2 separate regions of the Zea mays genome follow, and region 2 is linked to region 1. Evidence: chromatin contacts called from public Hi-C data. All regions are on one chromosome and are shown on one strand. Each heading gives the region's core, a stretch centred on a gene start, on an enhancer-like site or on the middle of the called end of the contact. The rest is flanking DNA. Distances are from core to core; before and after follow the strand shown.

Region 1 (7,473 bases), core at 2,261-4,760:
ACTTTCATGATTTACCCCAACGAGCACTCATGGAAATAGTTTATCTGGTTTGCCAGACAGGGACTTGCACAAATAACTATGCAATCGTATTATGATATTTTCTTAATTTTTAGGAAAGTATCTTCTATACTGTAGAAACACTTGGTGTAGTGCTGGCATACATGGGGTCTCTGGAATCTCTTTTAACGTATCATAAGGTACATAGAAGCATTATGCACACTTCCCAAGATTTTAGTGATCCCAGTTTGGTTCCTCCTTTTAGCTTCACTTCCCTTACAGGACTTTGTTAAATTGTTGAACCACAAGGTGGACTGTTATGTTTGTGTAAAGATCTAGCAATTGAGATTAAGGCAGTTGGCCTAAATCCTACTTTCCTCATTATCTGCTCTTCAATTCATCTGAGGACTGACTAATATTTTCATGCTTACTTTGTTAACAGGATGTTGATGAGACGCTCCTCTATGAAACATTCAGTGTATTTGGAGTGATTGTAACTAATCCTAAGGTGACCGTTGACATACAGTACCTTTTATCTTCATGAATCTTGAAACATTTGGGCTCCTTGATTAGTTTTTCACTATTAATCGATGAATCTGCTGAGGTAAATGGGAGAGCTGATCCATTAGTGAGATGGATTTTGAATAACTGATGTAAAATTGAAAATAGCACTGTATTGTTTGTTGGTAAATAATTTATAAGATATTGAGGTCTCGTTTTCATGTAATCGTTGACAGTGACAATTATCGAATATATTTTTGTGTCGTTCCAACATATGGGCACTATCATAGACAAACATTAATGCATCATTCTTAATCTCTTTGCAAACATACCACATAGGCTTATCAATATTGCTAAAAAGATTAGATTAGTATATAGTTATCAATATATTTGCCTATTATTCAAAATTTTATATTGATTCTTTAGAAATAATTTATGCGATATTATAATTTTTGTTCGACATCAGTTCTTTCTAAGTCGGCGTATTTATAATAATATTACATATTTATATCGTCAATATAATATTAATGTTACAGTGATATTTTATCATACAGATTTTATATACCATAATGATATTTGTCGTTCGTATGTATGTTTCATGCTAATTTTTTTTATTACCGTCGCAACGTACGAGCACATACCTATATACTAATATGTGACAAAATTAATATGGAAGTACATATATGTAAAAATAAGTCGTTTTAGTGGTCAAATCCACATTTCCAGCGATTTATGTTATAGTTCTTTTAAGTTTTTTTTGTCTTTCTCGGGTTGTTTGTAATGTTGTGTGTATTGTTTAGTGGACATGAAATCCACCTGTATTGTTTCGTGGCAATGCACGGGCACACACTTATAACAATATAACACACATATGTACATAAGTTATTGTGTTATTATACGGTTCCGTTGCAACGCACGGACACTCACCTAGTATATCTATTAGGAACTCTAACAAACTCGAAACCAAATCTGTTATCAAATCTGGTACTTATTTGTTACAATACTATCCTATGTGTTAGAAACTCTAACTTATCTCTTTTTTTCCAATAATATTGTTGTTAATTTGTACTAATCATATTATACATTCAATTTAAATAAATCTTACAATATATTTTTATTTAAAATTTTAAATTATATTTTTGGGTGTTACACGCGAGCTGAAAGAAGTATTTTTCTTAAATATCTTATTGCGATATCCTAATTTGTATCGAATTTATCTAAAGGACGTCGTGTACAAACAAACCCACAAAACATATCCATTATATTAGCTTATATTTCTATTTTTTGCTTTCTATTTTAAATTTAAAATTCAAGTCTAATTTAGAGTTAAATTAAATTTTCTATTTCATGCATAAACTGCAACAAACAAAAACTCAACATGAATGTAAATCATTTTTATTAATTAATTTATCCATTTAAGCAAATGAAAATTAGTAGTAATAATTCATGTAAGATGTTTTACAATAATAACTATTAAAGAAAATAATTTAAACAAATAGCCACATTTTAGAAGTACAATAAAATTAATTTATAATATTCACATATCTATTTAAAAGGATATAATTTTTATGTAAAATCTATATTAAAAGATAGTTTAATTTAATTCTTTTTTGAGAATAAATTTTTAACACAAAGGATAGTTCATATAAGAATCTTTATAAGTAATATATTATTTAAAAACATATTTATTTAAATAACGAAATGAGTTTTCCTAATTTATCCATAATAGAATTTTGGAGTGTTACACTTGCTGACCGATGGGCCCTAAGGACCGATGATCTTATCCCCGACACACACATATATAAATTTAAGGACTTAGAAGGTATCCGCGAGCCGACAATGTCTTGTTGGCCACCGCTATATGGCTAATATAACAATCACAATAAAAAGGGGGGTTTGGATCCCAGATTAAAGTTTAGTGTAGGTTCTGGATACTAATTAGGAGGACTAAACATGTGGTAACTATGAAACTAACTGCATAAGACATGACTCGCAAGATGAATCTATTAAGTCTAATTAATCCATAATTAGCCATATTTTGCTAGAATAAAAATGTACCGATCATAGATTAATCATGCTTAATAGTTTCGTTTCGGGAACTAACAATGACTAATGCAATTAGTTTTACATTTACACATATTTAATCCTTCTAGCGGGTATCCAAAATCTGGATTAAACTTTAGTCCGAAGCATGCAAACACCTTAAAGACTAGTGTGGAATTTTTTTCAACCATAAACCGAGTACAATCATCGGCCATCTAGCAGCCTACGAGCTTATCAGCTGTCGAGAGTCTTGTACTAAAAAAATATATTTCATTTCAAACAAATTTGCAATTAATTATAAAAAATATTAGATCCCATTTGTTTTCTTTCATTTGAAGGAATTGGAATCTTACTATTGGAATAAACTATTTTTTTAGAATGTGATATACTACCACTTTCCAAAGTTATCATATAACCATATCTCAAATCCATGAGGTGAAAAATGAAAATTGATTCTATAATTTTACATGATATTTTTTCGATGTACAACTTATAGTACATTATTATACTCGCTTCGTTATAATATAAATGTAGAATATAAATATCTCTCATATAAGATAATATATAAATATATTATATATATAAATACATAAACTTAATTAATTTTGTCTAAATTATAATTATTAAAATGGAATTCAATTACAACGAAACAAACATGATATTATTGAAAAAAAGACGCTAGAAAGGGACATTCGTTTGAAACGAAAAAGATGCGATGACAAAAGAGACAGAAAGCGCGTACGTCTCGGCATGTCCGCTGTCCGCCACATCGCCGTTGCAGACCCACCAGGGTAGGTCACCACGAACGAACGCGTCGCGTATACGGCGCACCACCATGGCACTAGCGGGAAAATTTCAGTGACCGAATAAACGAAACACCTCAGTCGAGACGCGAGAGTTTATCTACCTATCTGGTGTCCGCTTTAATTTCTTTCCTCGGTCCCTCCACCCCCCTTCGCCCTTTCCGACGCGCCGCCCGAAACCCTAGCCCCACTGATTCTCTCCAGCCCAGCCCAGCCAAGGGGAGGGGATGTCGGCGGCGCCAGCGGCGGGAGGGCAGGGTGGCGGGGGCATTGACGCCGCGCTCCTCGACGACATCATCCGCCGCCTGCTCGAGGTGCGGACCGCGCGCCCAGGGAAGCAGGTGCAGCTCTCTGAGTCGGAGATCCGCCAGCTGTGCACCGTCTCCCGCGCCATCTTCCTCAGCCAGCCCAACCTCCTCGAGCTCGAGGCGCCCATCAAGATCTGCGGTGCGTACCTCACCTCCCTCTTTCTCGTCTCCGGCCGGCCGTGGCGGTAGATCTGGTCTGTTTGCGCCGCCAGTGGGTGAAGCTTACGTCTCGTGGGAAACTGGCGTTCGTGTCTCTATGAAGCACTGGAGTAATTGTACCATTAATCTGGGCTGTTCTGGATTTAATGATTTTTTTTGCTGGTATATGGATGTGTTTTATGAGACCCTTTTATTTTCCTGGGTTTTAATTTGATTATGAATGGATGTTTATGTCATTACCATGCTGGTGGTTTATTTGCAACGAGAAAATTTGGGTAACAATATATGTGTCTGGCTGTCTGCATAAAAGCAGCTGTAGGCATGGGTGAGGGCATGGTGACAAAGAGTGGTTCCCCTCTATGTAGTTAATCGTATTTGCTGATTATCCTTGCAATTCTTATGCTTGTGCCTCTTACCTATGTTCTTTCCGCCAGTTCCTTAGGATGGCTGGGGTGTCTCACCAGTCTTATTACACTAATGTTCTGTTTCTATGGTCTTGGTATGTGTCATATAATAGAGTTGAGGCTTGTGTAGTGGTACTTTCTTGTCCTGGGATTGAATAGTCCAACTTGCAAAAAAAAGCAAGGGTAACACTATGTAGCAATTCTCTTCCCCAGGCATCAGAGTTTATGCAAGCTTTCTGTGCTGGATATGCCCTTTTTAATGGCACATACAAAGCTATACTTATATGTTTACATATTACATATACTTCACATAGTGAGGATGATCCACATGTAATTAGCTTTTATTATCAAGTATCTAGTATCTACACTAGGGTGATGTTGGACATTTGCTGTTTTGTGTCTCCTGTTTGTGTGGTTGTAGGCAGATAATTTGTGTGGGTCTTTGAAGCACCGATGTAGCTCCTGCCCACTTGTTCCATTTGCCATTCCAACTGCTGAACTACTACTTTCATGTCTACTGAATTGTTTTTCCTCTATTGTTCTCATGTTGTTGTTCCTCACTCATAAAATTTCTTGTATGTTTCTATTTTTTATGCAAGCTTTGGACTATGATTGTTTCCTTTGTCTTCATTGATGTTCTCATATTGTTGTTCCTCGCCTCATAAAATCTGTTCTATTTTTCTATTTCTACTGATGCAAGCTTTGGACTGTGATAGTTTGTTCTTTGTCTTCACTGAATAGCTGAACATCAGTATTTAACTGTAATGTCCCCTGTCATTTGGTATTCAGGTGACATCCATGGTCAATACAGTGATCTTCTAAGGCTTTTTGAATATGGAGGTTTTCCTCCTGAAGCCAATTATCTATTCTTAGGTGATTATGTTGATCGAGGCAAACAAAGTTTGGAGACTATATGCCTTCTTCTTGCTTACAAAATCAAGTACCCTGAGAACTTTTTTCTTCTGAGGGGCAATCATGAATGTGCCTCAATAAACAGAATATATGGATTTTATGATGAATGCAAGCGTCGATTTAATGTGCGGCTATGGAAGGTCTTCACAGAATGTTTTAACACTCTACCTGTGGCTGCTCTTATCGATGATAAAATATTATGTATGCACGGTGGACTTTCTCCCGATCTAGCACACTTGGATGAGATAAAGAACTTGCAACGTCCAACCGATGTACCAGATCAAGGTCTACTGTGTGACTTACTTTGGTCAGATCCAGGAAAAGATGTTCAAGGGTGGGGCATGAATGATAGAGGGGTCTCATATACCTTTGGTGCTGACAAGGTTTCAGAATTCCTGCAAAGGCATGATCTTGATCTTATTTGTCGTGCTCATCAGGTACCGCCTTAGTATTTAGTGCAGCTTCTGTTTTGATCTTTTTATTTCTCAATTATCTGGAAATTGAAGGTGTTTATATTGCATGTAATGTGATGTGATTTCAGGTTGTCGAGGATGGGTATGAATTCTTTGCTGACAGACAGCTTGTCACCATATTCTCGGCTCCCAATTATTGTGGTGAATTTGATAATGCTGGCGCAATGATGAGCGTTGACGAAACTTTGATGTGTTCCTTCCAAATTCTGAAACCTGCTGAGAGAAAACAAATTTATGGGGCCAAACAAAATGTGAGATAGTGAACCCATTTTGCTTCCAGCAGCTCTGAGGTCAGTTAATCCTGTTTCAATATTTTGTCCTGCTGATTTACTTGCTCCACACAATTGTTGAATCACATCGTTTATGCATTTGTGGGTTGTGCTACATATATTTATGAGAGAATTCTACGTGTTTAAAGAAAAAATGCTCTCCCATCTCTACCACAGAAGTGTCTTTCCCTCTGGTACCCCAATTCATTTTTTTACATCTACTACCACTGTTGTCTGTTTTTGCTAACTTGGGCATTAACTGTGACAGGAAAAGACCAATTTAACCCGTGTGCTCTAGTTTCCTGCTAGATTTGTTTCCCTTTGACGCCACACACTGGCAAAGCATCGCTGCTATTTTTCTCTGTAGTACAGTCCAACATGGTTGAAAGCAACTGCTACAAATCAAGAGTACTAGAGATTAGCGCTCCTACTTTACCAGAAGCTCACAATGTCATAAAGTTTCTTGGAACAACATTAGCAGGACAAGCTTAATTTTCTTTGATCCTTCACCCCGATTCCCAAAGACCACCATAATTTGCAGACTACTACTCCTTTAGTTTACTGATTACATCTTTAATGTACTGATTACAACTCCTCTGTATCAAAACAACACACAAGATCTTATAAGAAACCGCAGTGGTGCAGTCTGCAGCTAATCTAGTGGCATCCAAAACAAACCTAAAAAGCAGTACTTGTTGTAGCACTGATGATCAGAAATCAAGCAGATGCCAGTGCCACCTTGCTGCTGTCGGGCCTGTAGACCACAGGTAAACAGATACCAGGCGCGGTCGGGGTGGCGCCTGGTGGCATCACAGTGCTGGGGGGGGGGAGCAGTTTTGGTGCAGCTCCATCGGACTCTATGCTGAGTGGTGTCCGAGGGAAGCGAAATCTAACAGCACATGGGCAACTTGGACTTTGAATTATGGTACCAGAGCACATGGGCAACTTGGTCTTTGAATTATGGTACCAGAGAAAAACACTACTGTAGTAGAGATGGGAGAGCAACCTTTTTTATGCTACACATGGAATTCTCTCTATGTTGTATTGTTTGCCAAATTTGCAGTTTGTAATATCATAGATTTATGATTTACTTGCTCTAGTGCAATGTTGTAGCGACAAGTCAATTTATTCTGCAAGGAATGACAAGTACATATGCACAATTAGCTTTTTAGGTTATTTACATGAAAAGTTGGTGTCAATGTTTTGACCCGAGGGTCCTAACCAACAAGTGAATTTATGCTGCGTGCCCCGGTCCAGATGGATGATGCAAGAAGACACAAGATTTACCCTTGTTCGGGCAAGAGAAGGCCCTACTTCCAGCGAGGGGGGATGAGACTTATATTATCTTGTACCTAGGTGCTCATAGTAGGGGGTACAAGCTGGTCGAGAGAGGGAGTGAGTCCCAAGTCTCCGAGAGATTGAAGCGAGTGCCAATATCGGGAGTGAAGAGCAAACAGTGAAGTGTAGTGTGTTTCTCCTCTCCCCCTTTGGAGACTCTAGACTCCTCCTTTTATAGTCGCAAAGGGGAAGCCATGAGTTACAAGGGTTGTTGCGCTGCTCTTGTGATAAGAGGATACGAGTCCGAGCCCTTGTAGCAGTATGGT
Region 2 (7,777 bases), core at 4,391-6,890, 180 kb before region 1:
TATAGCTGCATTGTAAATTCTAATGAACTAGTCCTGTAAATCTGAAAGAAAATCCCAGTTCTTCTGCCCAGTCACAATACTGAAGTACGTAATTTATTTTCTTCCTGCTCATATGCTCCAGCTATTCTTCTCTATCTGACAGAACAATTTGAAACCGCGTCACAACTGTTGCAGTCCTGGAAGGCTTAGGGCATGTTTGGATCGCAGCCTCACTTGCCACACTTTGCCTAACTTTTCTGCCTAAGGTTAGTTCTTCAATTCGAACGACTAACCTTAGGCAAAGTGTGACATAGCTAGCCACGAACCAAACAGGCCCTTAATCTGGACGCATTCAGAAACGAGAGGCTTCAGACATCCAGAAAACATAACTTCAGCAGCTGCACAAATGCTGCTGCGATGCAACGCACAATTTAAACAAGGGTTGCAACAGATTGCAGGCGCATTTCAGCATATACAGAAGCAACAGATAAGCGGACATATAAAAGGGTAACTAAGCACTGAGATGGACCTTGCAGCCACATCACGGTACTGGTACAGTCATACACCATCAACAACATCACAGCATGTACAGGGAGCTATCTCTAAAGACTTGCGCAGAGATTGTCACTTTGGACATGCGTATTACATATGGACCATTGGACCATGGTATATCAATCCCACCGGCACTACGCAGCTGAAGAAAGAGGACAGACACAGAAAGAACATACACTAAATCGTGATAAGCTAGGCTCGGCCTACAGGAGAAAGAGGTGGCCGGTGGGGCACATAGCTTGTCGGAGGCCTTCTTCCTTGACTGGCTGCCATTGCCTTGAGCTCATGACCAGCAAGGAGATCATGCTCCTGCTCTGCTTGCGAGCCAACTTGCGTTCTTCTTGGGTACCTTCCATGGAGCATCACTATACACATTGCAAAAGCCTGAAGTAATGCAATGGATGATCTGAATTCCACTGTATAAAGCCCCTCTTTGAAGGAAGTCATACTGAAGGCATGCCTCTCTTCTCGTGATCGACCCTGCGAATACAAGTTACCATCAGTTTATTTGTTCCATCATAACGGAGGTAAATTCTGGTCATAGGCAAAATAGGGAGGGGGGGGGGAGGAAGATTAGGGCAGACCTGATCTAGAAGCTCAAATCTCTGGCTGCCATCCTTTGCCTGGTTAGCCTGAATGGCATCATTTTCTTCGGACGCATCAGTGAGGACGCTTAGCATACAACCTTCATCCCATCCGCCACAGTCACAAGCTCCTCCTGACCTCCACCTCTCAATCAAAGGCAATGGCTGTCCAGATGTTATTGTGCCATGGAAGCCATCAGGAAGTACTGCAACAACATTGGCTGAAGCAGAATTAGCACTTCTCGTGCTAGGATGGAAATTTCCCAGTGGGGGGCAACCACAGCCAATTGGCATTGAATTTCTTTGCCTGGTATTCTGTGAAGATGATTGCTTCGAGGTTTCTGCTTCTTGCTGAGGAAGTGTGCTGATAAAAGCTGCAAGCTCTCCACTAACATTTGAATCACCTGATTCTTCAGACGATGGTAGAAATTTGGAACCAACCAACACAAATTCCCTGTGTACATGAACATCGGTTGTATGGTGGCATCTTGATTTTCGACGCGCAACCTTTATTTCCCCAACTATGCTAGATAAAAGGTGATGTTTTTTGTTCTTGCCCCCTGTCTTGATCCAAGCTCCACTTTTTTTCTTCGGTTCTTCAACAGTGAATACAGCATATGTGCTTTCCAGACCATCCTTTTCAGGGATGCCCTTCCTTCTAACAGTGGCTGCCAGGATGTCAGAATCACCATAAGAGAGTATGAATAAAGGCAAGCCGTTCTTCCATGCTAGCTGCAGAAGTGCTTGCCTTGTTGTTGCTGAATCATTTCCTTTTTGTATGTATCTTGCACTGTTCAATAGCACACGGGGAGGAGGCTGATTTCTATTTTCTTCGATCAGATAATTCGAATTGACTACCAAATCAACCGACCTTCGCTGAACATTATGTGGCACTGATTTCCCCAAGTCCAGAGACTGCTTGGTGGTATTGACTGGAAGTTGACACTTAGGAACAAATGAAGGACGTACTGGACTAGAATGTCTTGGCTTTAATATTGGATCTAACATCCTCCTCAATGGGCTTCGCCTACCTTTGCTGTTGGGTGATGACCTGTCTCCTGTCTTATCGACAGGAGGAACTATATTGGGTTGTCGAATATGTGGTGACTCCTTGAGGCTAGAGCTGCAGCTCCCTCGATTCATCCCAGAACCTAGATGACAATAAGGCATCTTATCACTAAACTTTGCTGAGTATTGGGGAGGATTCTCAGTGACATTCATGGCAGATTGGTTCCGGTTAGAATTTTTACTCACTTTTGCATCTCCAGCCTCAGTGCTAGTGATGCCAATCTCTTTGGCTGCTGAATCTATGATGGGAAGTGGACATGAATATGGGATTCGAGGAAATTCAAGGGATGGCTCAATATCCTCCAGTAAATAGTCAGACGACTTACTGTCATTTCTAGCTGTGTCCATTACAGCATCAGACGTTAGTGACTCAAAATTTTCCCCATTCAAGCCAATACTCTGTTCAGGATCATTACACATGGAGTCATTGGTATTTGATGCGAAGAAATGTTTCCCAATGTTATCGCTGTCTGCAAAAAGCCTACGAGAACAATGATGGACAACGTCTTCAGTCTTCCGTCTAGTCTCTTCATCTCCAACCATTTCATGTCTTCCACAACTTCTAGAGGAAGAACCTAGAGAGTCTGAGGCTAAAGAAACATTGCTGAGACCCAACCCAACATAATTATGACCGTTCTCTGGACAGGGATGTGTGCCATGACCTGACAATAAGCTCAGTACTGCAGAATTTGGGCTAGGTGGACATCTGGCCCTCTCATGGTGTTTATCTGTGAGCCTATTCTGCTGTGCTCTGATGGATGAATGATGATGGCCACTCATTGGGGTAGATTGATTACTCTCAAGAGATCTGCTGCTGGGGCTTGGAGAAGAATGTGATGGAGATGGGAATAGTACAGACCTGCTAGTATTGGGTGGAGATGGTCCATAGCTTCTAGTGAGCTTATGCTTTTCTTGCTGAGACCAGTTAGCAAGAAGCCCCCACTCAAGAACTCCAACATTCAGTGCCTTGTCTTGAAGATGGTCAGAAGTTTCTTTACGCTGTAAATATGAAGGAACATTTGACATATGTTTAACAAGTTCATCAACAGTAGCTGCCTTTCGACCAGGCCATGGTTTTGAGCCCTTCTTGCATTCCCCACCCCAAGACTCTCGTTGCCTTTGGAACCTATCATTCTTCACAACTCTAACTTCATCTTCAAATTTTGCATCTACGTTTCCATTGACTGTTGTGACCATGTCCTTTGGCATGTGTACAATTTGGCCATACTGTGAATTTCCCTTCTTTTGCCCATCACGACCTGATATGATCTTCACATTCCTTTCGCTGTTCATCTGACCTTTGTTGGAATATTTATGATGTGTGAACATATGAAGCAGAAGTTTCAGGTATATCTTAGTGTATGACCAGAACACAATTATCACTTGATTCAGTTCAGTATGCTGTGATTCAAATAGACATTGAGGAAACCGCACTTCCCAAAAACCTGAAAATGCAAAAGATAGGCCAATAAATTATCAGATATATAATTCCTATTAGGCTAGTACAAGTTCACTGCAATTAATCATCGCTCATCAGCAAGAAGGTACTCCCTCTGTTCCTGAATAAATAGATCCCTAGAGTTGTCTTAAGTCATTTCTAGAAAAAAACTATCAAGGTTGATGACATCAAATTAGTATCAGTAGATATATCATAGAATATATTTTCGTAACACGCTCACATTTTATGTCATAGATGTTGTTTCTCTTTTATGTAACGTTAGTTAAGCTTGCACGGATTCTAGGAATTGATTTATTTGGGGATGTAGGGAGTAGCAGGCTCCCTTCGAAAAGTAAAGTAGCAGGCAGTAGAAATACCATTCAATACTGTATTATCTTAAATAAATTAATTAAGAACTAAGAATGTGCCATAGATGACAGCATTCTGTCTCCCGAGAATCCTGTGTGTATGGGTTATGATGTTTCCACATGTCTGCATTGACCAGGGGTTTGCCCACCAACAGCTTTTGGCACAATAATGTTCTAATGAGGACATGTCAATAAGCGTACAAGGTATAGAAAAAGTAACAAAAGAAGGGCTTCCACTAATGATAAAAAAGACACCCAAACACTTCAAAGGACGGATTGATGATAATATCCACACACTTGAGTCACTTCCGAAATAAAGAAAAGAATATGCAACTGCCAAGGGACCACGCAGCCGCCCATAGTTCAGTACTTCAGCCCATGCAATGTGTGCCATGGACAACGGAGCAGCTGTTCATGTTTTCCTGACGAAAAACAAAAGTTCTCCGTATCTTGAGTTGTTGACTGGCTTGAAAAAAAAAATGGACCAACGAGCCTATGTATAACAAAGACTCTTTTACAGTGGGTACCACCATAAAACTGCAGTTACAAAACAGGAGCAAGGACCCGAAATGCTTCGAAATACATCAGGAGCTGTGGGTTGAAAATTGAAATTGAAACAAAACCTTTTCCACCCTTTCCTTTTGCAGATTAGCCACAAATTGCGTCAACAAATATTACTAGCTAGAGCACTAGAAATAAGTTAAGAATTCACATTGCAAGCCGCAGCACTAAACCCTCGACATAAACCCCCTTCAGTCGTCACTCTCTCTATCCCCCACGAGTCCCCTAACGAATCGAATCAGCCCTTAGTACCCAGAAATAGAAACGAATGCGCGCATAAAACCGATGTGAGCAAATACCAGTTTGCTCGAAGAAAATCGGCCACTCAAGTCACCAAATCATCAAGATCCAAACTGGGGACCGCACCGGCAGATCTACCACTCCTGCAGCAACACCACCAAGAAGGATCGGCAATCGACCACAAAAGGCAGTGCAAAATCGCCACTGCAACAAAATAAAGGATGCATCACCTGAGGGAAAGGGAGAGACGAACCGATAGCTCGATGCAGTGACCGGTGAGGGAAAAAGGCAAGTGGACTGAATAGAGACCTCCGGCGGATTGGTATACGGCGGGGGTTGGAGGTGTGGTTGGTACTTGGTAGTAGGAGCCGCAGTGCTACGCTGCCTACTGGCTACTGCTACTCCCTATCCCCCTCCCCTCGTATAGGCAGTAGGTTGGGCGACCAGGTAGGTGGCGGGTGCCGCCGCGCGGCGCGCTTTGTGGCCTTGTGGTGCGCCCCGCGTGCTCGACTGCTCGCTCGCTGCTGGCCCGCTTCTTCCCTCGACCCCTCCCACGGTTTCACTCGACGTTTCTACCTGTACTGCCACGGTGCAATCCTTGTGATTCGGATGTGTGTGTGTGCGCGCGTGCGCGGGGTACTGGAGAAAAGCACGAAACTGGGCAGTTTCGTTGTCGGCGTCGGGATCACGAGGGGCACGAAACTGGGCTATTTCGTTCACGGACGATGGATTGGATCTTGAAGTGGTGGGAACGGGGAAAGAAAAGCGCGGGGCGCCGGGGGCGGACGAGCAGGCGGGTAGCTGGGCCGCTGGGGAGGGGCCGGAGCCCGGAGGTGGCTCCTTTGTCGCAGGTCGCAGCAGTTTGACGTGCGCGAGGGTTGCGTGCGCCAGGGTGGTGAGGTCAGCAGCGGCTGCAATGGCACGATGCCCAGGCGGCATCCCCATCCTGCCATGATGCCATCCGTTCGGGTTGGACCGGTTTCATTATTGCTGGAGTCCTGTACAATCTCTTCTTTCTACTGTTAACAGTACCAGTTTTTCAGTTTATCTGCGTCATCCCGTGGAGGTTTTAAACCTTAATCTCTACTATATACATATATATATATTAAAGCATCAGTTTTTACGGTTGTTCTGCGTCAATTTTTTACAAATAATTTCTCACATCTATTTCAAATTAACCCTCCGGCTTAGACACGGCCCGTTGTCCATTTGATCAAATCAGCGCAAAATATAATTTCAACGGTCATTAACCCTCTGGCCTAGGCACGGCACGTCGGCCCATTAGCCCGACGGGCATTTAGTCAAATCAGCGTAAAATATAGTTTCAACCGTCGTTCTGCGTCATTTTTTTTATAAATAATCTCTCACATCTATTTCAAATTAACCCTCCGGCCCAGGCACGGCACGTCGGCCCGTTAGCCCATAGGACCATTTAGTCAAATCAGCGTAAAATATTAAAAACGGTGCATGAGGTGGGATTCCAACCCACGTCCTGATGGAAGAAGGACGGGAGACACTAGATGAAGCCGTCTAACTAGTAGAACATCATGTTCATGTGTTTTTAATACTGGTTATAAATTGTACATATTTATATACGATTTTTTTGTAAAATAAGAAAAAAATATAATCGTGTCAGGCCGGGCCAGCACTACGGGTGAGGCTACGGCCCAAGCACGGCACGGTGCTCGTGCTGGGCTCGTCCAGGCACTATTAAATGGATCGTGGCCCGGGCCAGTCCGCCAGACACGACCTATTTATACCACCGCACGATAATGACGGTTCTTGCCTCAGTTGTCGCCACCTCGTTCATCATCCTGCTTCTTTTCTCTCCTTCATGCATCCGCCTCCGTGCCACCCCATTCTCGGCAGAGAGCGTCGTGAAAGGAAAATTGGTCTTAAACCATTTCTTATATTTTGGTGCTTGATAACCATCACAACCATTCAGACTAACTAGTTTGCCTAGTCTTTGATTCACAGGTTCATAAGTTCAGCAGTTGAGTCTCTAAGTTGCAATCGGCTCGGGTCCAACCATATAGGGGTAAAACATGGAATAGATGAACTACCAATAGTTATACTCTTTGAATAAGTTCTAAATACCCCGAGGAACCTATTCAACACTTCTAGAAAGGTTGGAAAGTTCGAAATCAACATATCACTATTTTGGAAGCTAGTTTGAGCAAAAGAAAATATATGAGTGAAAGAATCAAAATGTTCATGATCTATGACTTAGACTGGTGGAAAGCCACTTGAGATGTTTGTCTAAGTCATAGGATCTCTCTCAAGTTTAGCCAAAGTAACTTGGAGAAGATTGTTCAAAGATCAACGAGAAGTCAGAAACTCAAAGTCCTGAAATCGCCAAGTGCGGACCGTTCGACCACTTCTGGCGGACCGTCCGCGACACCGCTTTGACTTCGGCCAGGAACTCTAAATCGTGGATAGTCTGGCTATAAACCACAGACCGTCTGGCTATACAGTGCGGACCATCCAGTTATAATTCATGGACCGTTCGCATGTGAAGATCTAGTTCAGCCCGAAGGTGACAAGTTGAGCAAAAGGGATTTTAGAGCTAGCGCGGACCGTCCGCGTGGTATCACCGAGGCAGATAGTCGTTGATCTGTCAGGCGTATCCGTTGGAAATGTCAGAATCAACCGTTGGAGGGTCATGAACCGTCCGGGCTCTAGCCGCGGACCGTCCGCCAGTGCAGTTTCTGGCAGATGCGCCCCAGTGGCTATATGGGTGGTTGGGGGCTATAAAAACCACCCCAACCAGCCCATTCATACCAATTTATTGATCCATATCATACACAAGAGTTGGGTATTCACTCCTATCTACTAGAGATCACTTCTATATACATCAAAGCCTCACAAGTGCCACAAAAGAGAGATCAAGCAAGAAAGAGCTACTCGTGTGCGTTTAGTGATAGTGCCTTATGAGAATCATTGAGAGAAAGTGTGTGCTACCTCTTGTGATCATTTGAGCGTGGAGT

What was found. A called contact is a pair of places that touch in the nucleus more often than the background predicts.
Region 2: a contact with region 1 is called in a Hi-C map of leaf, with 1.9 times the contacts expected there. The contact joins the promoter of LOC103639319 here to the promoter of LOC100272981 in region 1. A contact is called at or near these places in 4 of 25 Hi-C or Micro-C datasets (ear, leaf and tassel).

What each region holds. Positions count from the first base shown.
Region 1 is chr9:146,278,409-146,285,881 of Zm-B73-REFERENCE-NAM-5.0, reverse strand. It overlaps LOC100272981 (Serine/threonine-protein phosphatase PP1 isozyme 2), which reads left to right and starts at 3,510. Exons shown (of 5, transcript NR_158589.1): 1 at 3,510-3,791; 2 at 5,005-5,564; 3 at 5,669-5,890.
Region 2 is chr9:146,458,094-146,465,870 of Zm-B73-REFERENCE-NAM-5.0, reverse strand. LOC103639319 (DUF3527 domain protein) reads right to left here and starts at 5,640. Exons shown (of 4, transcript XM_008662082.3): 1 at 5,021-5,640; 2 at 4,850-4,933; 3 at 1,116-3,628; 4 at 410-1,011. The coding sequence starts at 3,512. The coding sequence ends at 724. LOC100275600 reads left to right here. Exons shown (of 3, transcript NM_001174439.1): 3 at 1-75.